Linked DNA regions of Mus musculus: regions 1 and 2 are each linked to region 3. A link is a contact called in public Hi-C data. All regions are on one chromosome and are shown on one strand. Each heading gives the region's core, a stretch centred on a gene start, on an enhancer-like site or on the middle of the called end of the contact. The rest is flanking DNA. Distances are from core to core; before and after follow the strand shown. Region 1 has its middle 16 kb from the start of Gm23096. Region 2 has its middle 5.7 kb from the start of Gm22480. Region 3 has its middle 18 kb from the start of Gm37548.

Region 1 (4,012 bases), core at 616-3,115, 1.3 Mb before region 3:
ACACTAGCAAGATTTTATCGAAAGGACTCAGATGTAGCTGTCTCTTGTGAGACTATGCCGGGGCCTAGCAAACACAGAAGTGGATGCTCACAGTCAGCTAATGGATGGATCATAGGGCTCCCAATGGAGGAGCTAGAGAAAGTAGCCAAGGAGCTAAAGGGATCTGCAACCCTATAGGTGGAACAACATTATGAACTAACCAGTACCCCGGAGCTCTTGACTCTAGCTGCATATATATCAAAAGATGGCCTAGTCGGCCATCACTGGAAAGAGAGGCCCATTGGACTTGCAAACTTTATATGCCCCAGTACAGGGGAACACCAGGGCCAAAAAGGGGGAGTGGGTGGGCAGGGGAGTGGGGGTGGGTGGATATGGGGGACTTTTGGTATTGCATTGGAAATGTAAATGAGTTAAATACCTAATAAAAAATGGAAAAAAAAAAAGAAATATTGATCTCAGTTACGTGAAAAGATCATATGAAAATCTTTCAACTATTTTAATTGGCTTTGGTATAGGAGTTAGTCAATTGCCCCTTTTCTTTGCAAGCATAGATTATATCTTTGTCTAGCAGAGGCAAATGTCCACTTAACACTCAACTGAGATGGCATGAGTAACAAAAAGACCCGAAGGTTTTGTTTTCCAGTTTTCTTTGGCTAATCAGGATACATTTATTCTGGAGAATATTCTGAATAAAATATTTTTTCTTCAAAGCATGAGTTTAGAGCAGCTGCTTTTCATGGTACACACCTGCAAGGTATTACGGAATGATGTGTTTTTAAAAGGAGTGCTTCAAAATCCTATGTTCAATTTGTGCCTCCCAGCTCAGACTCACTCTCTGCCTGCTGTGTGTTCAGCAGGCCCTGCTTACTGTCTCCCTGACCCTGGTTGCCTAGTTACAAAATCCTCTTTGTGATTTGTGAGATGCTCATCCTGATTGAGAGCAATGGATTTATTTATTTTTTTCCTAAAGTAAACTTAAGAGAGTTTCTATTTCAGAGTGGAACATATTAAAACCAGTAAACCTTGCCAAATTTAGACATGTAGTTCCCACGGAGAAAACTTATCAACTAGAGTTTTTGTCTCTTCCAAATTCTTTCTGGTCAATAGGGCCAAGAGTTTCCTTCTGGTTCTACAGAAAAGTAACTTCACGTAGCTCCTAAAAAAGGATAGATTATAAAATCAAGTTTAAATATAAAAATACATTACAAAAATTTAGTATATTTTAAGTGGATTGAGCATCTCTCTAGTTTTCTCATTGTTTCTATAAATGAACTTGAGAGAAAATACATTGTAAGTAAATTGCCAGGTTGAAACATTTCAAATAATACGTTTTTTGTTTTGTTAATTAACACAGTGCATTTCAAATTTCAAGCCACATAGCTCTGTGCTAGTGTCCAAGCAAACTGCTTATCAAACAAGTATTTATAGAAACCACTTATCTATCTAATTTTTTCTAAGGCATTTTTTTTACCACTAACAAATTCAAGTGGAGTTAATGCACAGTTTCATGATGATTTCTGTGGATCACAAACACACTAATATAGTAGTGATTGTTGATTACAAGAGTTTGGGTGCAATAACTCTGAAGATTTCTTAAAGAGATGCCAACTGGCAAGCGGAGCTAAGTACCACAGTCCAGTTCTGAAATAACTAGCCCATTATGTCATAGGCTCCGCTTGCTCCTCTGACACTTGAGCGTGTACACCCACTGCAGTCAGGATAATTGGTACCAGCTGTTTAACTGTTGATCTTTTTTCTTTTAACTTTGGCCAGGAGCCAAGCTGACTTAAAAGCCAGGATTCTAAAAAGAGCCTGAAGACTCCTGCCAATGTATATGTATGTTTTTGTTTCAAGCTGCCTTGCTGGAGTAGTTCATTCCAAGGCCATGATGGAGAAAAGACAGTAACACAGATGCAAGTGAAAATAGGCTGTCTAGCTTCTAAGAGTCAGAGGGAAGCCAAAATGTGTGACTCAAACATCTCATTTTTCCACTCTTTTCTTTCCAGAGCAACAGTTTCCACTCACTGGTGTGACCAGCAATTTGTTTTTATCCTCCAGATATTTTCTGTAACAGAGTTTTGTGGTGAATGTGAATAATGGGTTCAGGGTCTTAAAAATGTAGTTTCCTCCTCTTTTTATTTATTTATTTTTTTTGTCAAGCCATTGAAGAAAAATTTATCTTGACAACCAGCAAATATGAAACAATATCCTTCCCCTAATCCCTAAAGTAATAGACCCAGAAAGGATAGGATCGGGTACCTGATGCCCCTGATAGAGTATGAGAAGTGTATTCAAAGATCCAAACAGAGTTAGTTACTAGAAAATGTGTATTGGTGGTGACCTTCTCAACTACTACTTAAAGCAACTGCTTTGTAAAACATCATAGTTAAAACAAACTGTAAAATTCTAATTATTAAAAGTATGATAAAGCATTAAACTGGATTTTAGTGTTCTGATAGTATTCAAGTTTCATTTCGGGTAATAGTAAAATCCTAGTTGTAAGAAAATTATTAGAGCATCTTCAGAAAGTTAGAAAAGTGGGTGGGTGGGTTGGTGGGGGAGCTCCCTCCTGGAAGCAGGGTGGAGGGAGGATGGGATAGGGGGTTTGAAGAGGGGAAACAGGGAAGGGGGATGCCATTCGTAATGTAAATAAATAAAATAATGTATAAAAATATAGAAAACGAAAAGGAATAACATGGCAACAGGAAAATCAAATCGTTGTAAAGGTTGAAAACACAGATATGAGTAGAAAAATCAGGGAACTAATGCAAATATTTTCAGAGTCTGAGAAAAGAAAGAAATGTTAAAAATAATATGAAGGGCGGTGGGCAGCCTCTGACCGAAACTGGGCCTCAACCAGATGGTGGTGGTGAGGCACAGCTGCCAGCCCTGGGGCTCGATCCTCCGGCTGTTCGGGCGGCCTGGGAAGTGGCTTTGCTGCGCTGCTCTTCCTGGGCCCTTCTTGGGTTGTGTATGGGACCAACTATCGCCAAACCATCTTCATATTTATCAGCAGTTCTGGCGGTGAGCAAATCAACCAGGTGGCCCTGGAGGCCTGGCGCAGCCTCGGGGACAGGGAAGATATCAGCCTACAGGAGGTGGAGCCAGTAATCTCCCGAGCTGTGATGGATAACCCTCAGCATGGCTTCTGGCGGTCTGGCATCATGGAGGAGCACCTGCTGGATGCTGTGGTGCCCTTCCTCCCACTCCGGCAGCATCACGTGTGCCACTGTGTACTCAAGTGGTTCAGGCTGTGCTGGACAGTACCACCTACTTCCCTGAGGTAGAACAGCTCTTCTCCTCCAATAGCTGCAAGACAGTGGCCTCCCGACTCACATTTTTCCTCTGAGAAACCCAGGTTGCATCACTGCCTCCTCTGCCTAGACAGAGCAAACACGAAAGGCCTGGGCGGCTCTTGGAAGAATTCTTTCCTAAGCTGATTGGCAAGTGGGACCCAGAGCACAACGCTAAGATGAAGAAAGGTCTAGAAGCACCTTTGCTAAGAAATTCCTGGGTAACCCAGAACCTCACAGCTGTGCCACTGCCCTGCAGTCTGAGCCTGAGCCTTCTCAATGTGAACTGCATGCAACACAGGGATGAAGGATTGTGAGTGCTTCCAGCTGGGGACTCTTACTGGCACGCTTGTGTGGCTCCTTTCCCAGATCTCAGCCCACAGCCTCTGGCTGGATCTGGCAATCCAGCTAGGCCAGGCTAGCCCCTCACAGTTTCACCAAATGGAAGGACTCAAGTACTACATGGGCCTGAATTTCAAAGTTTTTAATTTTGTACAAGAGACCAGAGATAATCAACTTAGCCATGGTATTAGAAAAAAAAAATAATACGAAGAAAAAAATCAAGGTTTGATGATGAAATTGAAGGCAAGCAAGATGTTAGTCCATTCCATATATTAAATGACATACTTCTTACTTGTTCAACAAATGTTTCTTGGACACATGATACATATTAATACTCCCGGTGAAAAACAAAAGCATATTCAGATATCACAGATATC
Region 2 (4,257 bases), core at 625-3,124, 1.4 Mb before region 3:
CCCCCTAAGCTCGTGTCTCTAGCTGCATATGGCCTAATCGGCCATCATTGTGAAGAGAGGCCCCTTGGTCTTGCAAAGATTTTATGCCCTAGTAGAGGGAAATCCCAGGGCCAAGAAGTGGGAGTGGGTGGTTTGGGGAGCAGGGTGGGTTGGAGGGTATAGGGGACTTTTGGAACAGCACTTCAATTGTAAATGAAGAAAATATCTAATAAAAATTGTTTAAATAAAACAAAACTATTTAAACAGTCCTATAACCCATAAAGGAATAGAAGTATTCATCAAAATCTCTTGAGCCAAATGGTTTTAGGGCAGAATTGTATCAGACTTTCAAAGAAGAGATAATAACAATACTCCCCAAACGATTCCATGAAATAGAAACAGAAGGAACACTGTCAAAATCATTTCATGAGCCCACAGTCATCAGGAAAATTCAAATGAAACCAACCCTGATATTCAATCTTACACCCTTCAGAATGGCTAAGATAAAAATCTCAAGTGACAGCAGATGCTGTTGAGGATGCTGAGAAAGGGGAACACTCTTCCATTGCTGGTGAGGTTGCAAACTTGTTCAGCTACTCTGGAAATCAATCTGGTGGTTTATCAGAAAGTTGGAAATAGTTCTACCTGAAGACCCACCTATACTGCTCCTAGGCACACACCCAAAGATGCTCCACCATATCTCAAGGGCAGGTGCTCTACTATGTTTATAGCGGCTATATTAATATCCAGAGGTTGGAAGCACCCCAAATGCCCCTCAACTGAAGAATGGACAAAAAAAAAAATGTGCTTTGTTTACACAACGGAATAGTATTCAGCTAAGAGAAGTAAGGGCGTAATGTATTTTGCAGGCAAATGTATGGAACTAGATAATATCATCCTGAGTTTGGTATCAGAGACCTAAATGCTATGCATTTTATGTAATCACTGGTAAGTGGATATTTGACATAAAGTACATGATACCATGCTACACTCAGCATACCCAACAAAGCTAAACAAGAAGGAAGGCCCACGTGAAGATAATTGAATCTCACTTAGAAGGGGGAATAAAATAGCCAGAGTTGCAGAGGGATGGAGGGACTAGGTGGGAGGGGACAGGAGAGGGGAATGAAGGGGTATGACAAGAATCCCTAGGGCAGATGCTGATGGTTCTCCACTTCTGATATTCATGACTGTCTGAAATCATTTCCTTGTGTGCATGTGGGACATGAAGTAGACACCTCCCCAATTCCCATGCTCATGAAAACAAATAAATATGGTCATGGCAATTGTTGCCAATCCTGGGATTAGGCCATCTCAGAAAAGAGATGATTTCAACAGAGTAGAAATGGAGTCTCCCATCCTGGATTAGAGAAGTTTGTCAGCTTCAGGAAAAGAATGTGGCAGAATCCTATAGAAGTTCTGTAGGAGCAGAAAGTATATTCTATGCCCAGTACTCAACAGTAACCTTAGGAGACCCTGAATAAAGATCCAGCTAACTCATGTTCATAAAACAGACACTGGATTAATTTGGTAAAATTGTGGTGATAAGTTTGTTGTACAGAGATCAGAAATTCGCTCAGTGCCTAGGATTTGGCTCTGTGAATTTATCCATCCCAAATGCTTGGTGCTTCCTGGAAGCCTGCGTTCCTGGGACAGCTGTGAATGATCCTCAGCTGTGACGGACCACTGCATCACACAGGCTTCCTGACACTGAAAGATGCGTGAAGTCCATCCATTCTTCACTTGCTTCTTCAGTTGTCGTTTTGTTTTTTGAATGGGAAAATTAACTCAGAAAATCTGAAAGTATTTTGTAGAGCTTTCATGGACTGTGGAAAATAAATAGTGTAGATGACTCTAGAGGGGCTGACTCAGCAACAGATGGTTACACTTAACCGCTTGCTTTTGTCAACACACACTCACCGAGGATTAAGCAACCGGTTTAGTTACTGGCGCTTTACACATATTATTGTTTCAAAATGTTTTTCAGTTCAAGTCAGGAAAAACTAAGATATTTCAAGGTGTTGGAGAGACATACTATAGGGCTTATTTTCTTAACTTGGCGCAGGTTTGGGCAGTACAATAGAAGTGGAAATACTTATACTCAAAGGATCGGATATGAAAAGTAGGTCAATGTTAAGAGGAATATTTCAAATGGCGCTTGCTTTGTGAATGAATAAACTTAACATTTCTATGAAAACCATGATCTAATCACAAACTCTGGCTGAGAATCTAAGCACTTCTTCCAGAACACACACAATAAAGAGATGGGATTACAAATATCTTAGCCAAGTTTTCATTGAAAACAATCATGTTTTCTGGTCATGGAATACAAAATATTTTAACTAATATGAAAAACGACATTGGTATTGATAGTACAATAGTTGTCAGATGTTGTCTAAGTTGAGTTCATAGCTATGCTCTGTAGGAGGGTTCTCCAGGCAAATAAACAGTGATATACATCCACCTTTTTCTGTTATTTCAATATTTGTGTTAGATGAAAATTTGCTCCTATGTATTAGACCCACATAAACCTCAGGCTAACAAGGAAACACCCAACAGGCCTGAGGGTAGGCAGAAAAGTTACAGGGACCATACATTAAGGACAAGATACAGCATTTCCATGGTAAAATTGCCTTTGTTCCAAACCCTTCAATAAGTGGGTTTACAGTTACCCACATTACTTAGGTTTATACGTTATATGTAAAATCCAGTAACTGGATGGCACACACAATAAAATACCTTCACTACAAACACTAGGTTAGTGTATATGATTCTTCTGTTTATTTGTGAACTCACTGCAGTCAAGAATCTCCTGAAAAGGCTGTCACAATGGGGGATTGTCTAGATCAGACTGACCTGTGGGCACATCTGTAGAGGATTGTCATTGTCTAGACCAGTGGTTCTCAACCTTCTTAAGTCTGTGATCCTTTAATATACTTCCTTTTGTTGTGGTGATGCCCAGCCATAAAATTATTTTCATTGCTATTTCATGACTGTACTTTTGCTACTAGTGTGAATTATAAAATAGATATCTAATGTGCAGGGTATCAGAGATGCGACCCATGTTAAAGGGTCTTTTGACTTCTAAAGTGATGCTGACCGTCAGGTTGAAAACTGACATGGAAGGATGGAGACTGAAAGTGAGTGCCATTATTCTGGTACTTGGACTGTGTCAGGGTAGAGAATGCTAGCTGAACACTAATCATGCATACATTTGTTCTCAATCTGCTCTTGACAAAGAATGAGAGATGACTGAGTGTCTTAAGCCCTTGCTTCTCTGACCTCCACACAGCGATAGATTATAACCTGGAAGTTAAGATAAAGTTGCCCAAGCAAGATATGAATTTGTTACTGTTTCCTGGAAAGTTGACTTTAATAGATAAGAATTGTATATGTTGACTTATATACATGAATAGATTATCCTTACTTTTTATTAAACAGAAGGTTCTAAAACAGATATATTTATACATATGTTCTGAAATAGTTATATTGCTATACTATGCATTCAGTATAATATTAAAGGTATAAAACTTTTCATTTCCAAAAACGTTGTCAGTCTCTACAAAATCATTCAGTCTTAGACCCCGTCATTATGTGTTGAATGACAAATTACTGTAATGTGAAAACTGGTTTTCTTGCCTATGCAAATGGAATTGCACAGAATTGCAGTAGATAATATTTCGGTAAGATACTTCTGATTCTAAATCATTACCATTCCAAGGCTAAATGCATATAGACATATTTCTCAAGCTGGTAGAAATGGATAAATTAGTTACAATGATTTGGTTTCAAGTAAGAACTTAGACATTGATTGCTAGCATATAAGAATGAAATTCTAAATATTTCCCTTAGCCAGAGTTATAGTTAAATTGTCTTCAGAAAGTAATAAAAAAAAACACAAGAGTGGTAGAAAATGTATTAATAAAAGGAAGTACAGTAGCTAACAACAACATATATACCTGTAGTTTATGTAACTGTTAAATCAAATTGAAAGCCTGGAACAGTCAACTTCTTAGAAACAATATATGGAGGAAGTGAAATCTGAGGGTTTTAAGTGCTACATTATACTTTAAATATTTTTCATAGAAGTGGTAATATGTTTTGTCTTCTTAGTCAATCTTATTTTGCAACCTTATCTATCTTAAAATCAGGAAATCTGATATTTAAATAGCATATTTAAAGACATACAACTATTTTTTAAAGTTATGAAGTGTTTGAATCTAAGTTGTTTATTCTTTATTAAAACTTGTACAGGTAATGCTATCACTAAAATATTTT
Region 3 (3,682 bases), core at 497-2,996:
AGCACGGAGACTCTCCACAGGAACCCTCGAAGAGGGCAGAGATGCCAGCGATTGGAGCATCTCCTGCCAAAACTGACAGCTCCTTTCCCACGGCCTGAGGGTTCACTGGAGAGTTACAAGGAGCAGAGCGAGTCCCTCATAATAATTAAAATGCAGGAAGAGGGTAGTCCTAGCACCCAGGGCCTGGGAAGCCAAGACTGCCAGCATGATTACATAATTGAACTGTCTCACCTTGCCCAGTCAAGTGAGATTCCAAGGAGGGTAATTAATCTTCCCGCTGCCTGTTAGTCCCTGCCCTGCTCAAAGTCAAGTTTCCCAACAAGAAGAGAAGAAAAGGGGAGGAGGAAGGAGCCAGGTAGTAACACCGAGGGGAAACTTTAATCTGGTCTTTGTGAACTCCCAACACAAAGGCAGAATTAACACTGTAATTGTATGCAAACATCAGAGAAACAAAAATGACTCCCCCCACCCCCACCCCCGCAAGAAACTCTGCCTCATGTCACCATGACCCTGCAAACTCAGAAAGAAAACAGTGTTGGAGACTAGAAAGAAAGGCAAGTGAACACCTCCAGCCTCGTGTGGTCTCACGTTAGTCATTAGCCAAAAGCAAATCCCAAGTGGGTGAAGGGCATGGTGATCGGTCACGGCGTGAGGGTTGAAATGGGGCTCGTTCACTGGACAAATATTTACTATGCACCTTCAACACCAGGCACTCACTCACTGTCCGGGAGCATAGGGAAGCCGCCCCTGAGCTGGTGGAGCTTGAGTTTCTCAGCTCAAAGGCTGGATTTGGTCTCAGTGTGACTTAGGGGTCCATTTCAAAGATGCAACTACTCCCCACAGAGCGATGGTTTGACTCCTCTGAAAGTGTCTCCATGGCTACAATCCCTAGAGAAGGGCCAGAACCATGGAAATTAAGAACCTAGTTTTGTACAAAAAGGAAAGGAGTAAGTAACTTTCTAGCCAAACTCCATGGAACTCCACAAAATCACGGGCCACACCGAGGGGCAGCCCACAGAAGGTCTGGGCTCTGCCTTGGAGGAAGCAATGTGGGAGACCTGGTATTTGACAACAACGCAAGAACGGTAAGCTGAGAAAGGCAAGGCAAACAAAAGTGGAAGGTATAATATATATACATATAATCATAATAATCTCACTGCATACCCACCACCACCCCTAAGCATGTATTTATGAACTGACGTGATATGGCCCAGAAAGTCTTAATACTACAATATTAAATCCCGTCCACGGGAGAAGCGAAGACGGCACATTATAACAAAGACAGTTGGGCTCTGCGTTGTTGGTTTTCTGGTGCTTGCTAATGTTCTGGTTTTTAGCTTTGCTCACGTAGATGTTATGTTCCTTTAAAGGGCTCCCTTCCTGCCAGACCGTTTTTTCAACCAAAGTGCAATGCTGCCCCCTCGTGGCTGAATGCCGTGAGCGCGCACGCAGAAACCCAGCCTTCGCAAAGCCGACTCTACCCGGATTTCATTTTGCCATTTTTCCCCGTCTTCCAAAGTGCAACTATTTCATCTTTAAAGATTCACCGCTCGGGGGTATTTTCTGGCTTACACGCTAATCAACACGTTATTTTCTTCTATAACAGGAACCGTGCTCTGGTTACTTAACGAGGGGGAGTTGTGGGTATGTGGCGGCTTTCTCCACTTTGTGCTTTATGAATTAAGTGATCTCCCCAGAGAAGCTCAGAAATCAGGCCTATTCCATGTAACCTTTAGAATCCTGACTGGGATTCTCACTGGGGAGGCGTTCCCAGAGAGCGCCAGCTCAAGGAGATCAATGCCTGACAGACCATCCCACTCCCAGACAAATGTATTTGATTTCAGTTCAACCTTCGATTCTCATACTGAAACCAAAAGCTCTGAAAATAGCAATGCAGGTGAAACACTGAGCTGGGGAAAGGCTCCTTCCCGGGTTGAGCGAAAGAAAACAACACTCCCAGCTTAAAGAACGGCAGCCTGCATGGAAACACTGTGTGGGGCAGGTGGAGAGCTAACAGGGCAGCTCGCTTCGCCACGATCTGGGTCCAGCCACCGACCCGTCCCTGTATTAACAACCTGAGAATATGTGGAAATGCAAAGACGAGGGTCATCCAGAGCTACTGAATGCTAAAATCTGCCTCTAGGTCTTAGAAGTCTGCACTTTGACCAAGGTCCCCCAATGGTTTATAGCACCCAGAACTTTGAAAACCACTGAGTAATATTTAATAAGAGTCTTAACCTCCATTAAGAAGATACTGTTATTCTGAGATTTTTCAAATATCACAAAGCTGCAGAATAACCAGAGTGGGGTGGGGAGGGAGGGAGAGGAGGAGGGGAGAGGGAGAGGGAGAGGGGAAGAGAGAGAGAGAGAGAGAGAGAGAGAGAGAGAGAGAGAGAGAGAGAGAGAGAGAGAGAGAGAGAGAGAGAGAGAGATTACTTTCCTTTGATTTCTATCAAATTAAAAAGATGTTGCCTGACAACCCAAGAGTCCAACCAGTAAACACCGATAACCATCAACAAAAGTCATGATCACCACTTGGCCATGGCTGATGAGAGTTATCAATGGGATCAGCAACCTCAATGATAATACTTTTGAAAGTCCCTAAGTACAAAATATAAACCAGCTCATTCTGTGGTAACATTCGCTGGATCTGAGGGTAGGAGAGCCTACAGATACCTGCAGAGCATTTTTTTTCCTTGAGAGTAAGAGACCTACCAAAGGTAACCAAGATAGAGGACTGAGAAGTAAGAAAGGCAGAGGGAGGGAAAGAGGAAGGGGAAGGGCAGGGGAGATGAAAGGAGACAAGGGGACCAGAAAAGAGAAGGGGGAGGAGAGAGGGAGAGAGGGGGGAGGAGAGAGGGAGAGAGGGGAGGGGAGGGGAGGGGAGGAGAGGAGAGGAGAGTTGAAAAGTTTCACACCCTTTCAGAGGCTGGGGGGATCCCCTGCTTCTCCAGGCTGGGGATCCCAGTAGAAACCTACCCTCCCCGACTTAATAACAGACTACCCTGGAAATCAAAACCTGCCTGGTCATCAAGAAAAACTAAACAACAGCTGCAGGGAAAGGTCTAGAAGCATGCGTGACTCTAGAAGAATGGCTTTTTGTTTTATTCGGGGGACAGGTACTTGAACCATGTCAAGTCTGTTTGTTCTGGAAGAAAACTCGAATATTACAGGGCATCCTTTAGCTTGATATAGAATTTCAATATATCTCTGAAAGTGGGCTCTAAGTCACCAACACCCACAGACAGCAGAGGCCTGGGCTGAGAATTTACCTGGGAGACCGGGGCTCTTGGCGTTTATAGCCTTTCTTACCGCAAAAAGACACAAACTGCAAACTTAATGACAAAATGGTTTTAAAGAGAGGAGGGTTGGTTGGGTTGTTGTTGTTGTTGCTGTTGTTGTTTTTATGAACTACAATAACTATAAATCAAACCAAGTGTCCTTCCCAAGGTAGGATTAGAATTTTCCTGAGTCAGCTAATCTCTTAGTCAACTCTCTTCTGGTTGTGTCTGGCTCCTCTCATCCAGAAACCCACTTTCTATCTCACCTTCATTGCTCCATGTGGGCAACTCATTTATCATCAGTTCTGTTTTCCATGTGACCTTTAAAGGACGGTTAAAAAGTAAACATTTCATTCTATACAATCGGCGTGCTTCCAATACACACGAGGTAAATCATAGGA

What was found. Hi-C and Micro-C count contacts between places; a contact is called where the count stands out from the background.
Region 1: a Hi-C map of uterus shows a contact between it and region 3, with 2.4 times the contacts expected there. The contact joins two enhancer-like sites. A contact is called at or near these places in 2 of 484 Hi-C or Micro-C datasets (cortical neurons and uterus) and 1 of 115 datasets of contacts at active chromatin or transcription factors (astrocytes).
Region 2: a contact with region 3 is called in a Hi-C map of uterus, with 5 times the contacts expected there. The contact joins two enhancer-like sites. A contact is called at or near these places in 3 of 484 Hi-C or Micro-C datasets (cardiomyocytes, nephron progenitors and uterus).

What each region holds. Positions count from the first base shown.
Region 1 is chr3:49,640,781-49,644,792 of GRCm38.p6, forward strand. It overlaps the pseudogene Gm29741. Among named protein-coding and RNA genes, the nearest start is that of Gm23096, 16 kb to the right of the region's middle. Within about 2 kb of position 1,866, at least 101 of the 459 cell types and tissues checked have an H3K27ac peak or open chromatin away from gene starts, as enhancers often do. A contact at or near this core is called in uterus, where this site is marked.
Region 2 is chr3:49,483,542-49,487,798 of GRCm38.p6, forward strand. No RefSeq gene overlaps it. Among named protein-coding and RNA genes, the nearest start is that of Gm22480, 5.7 kb to the right of the region's middle. Within about 2 kb of position 1,875, at least 33 of the 459 cell types and tissues checked have an H3K27ac peak or open chromatin away from gene starts, as enhancers often do. A contact at or near this core is called in uterus, where this site is marked.
Region 3 is chr3:50,904,740-50,908,421 of GRCm38.p6, forward strand. No RefSeq gene overlaps it. Among named protein-coding and RNA genes, the nearest start is that of Gm37548, 18 kb to the left of the region's middle. Within about 2 kb of position 1,747, at least 109 of the 459 cell types and tissues checked have an H3K27ac peak or open chromatin away from gene starts, as enhancers often do. A contact at or near this core is called in uterus, where this site is marked.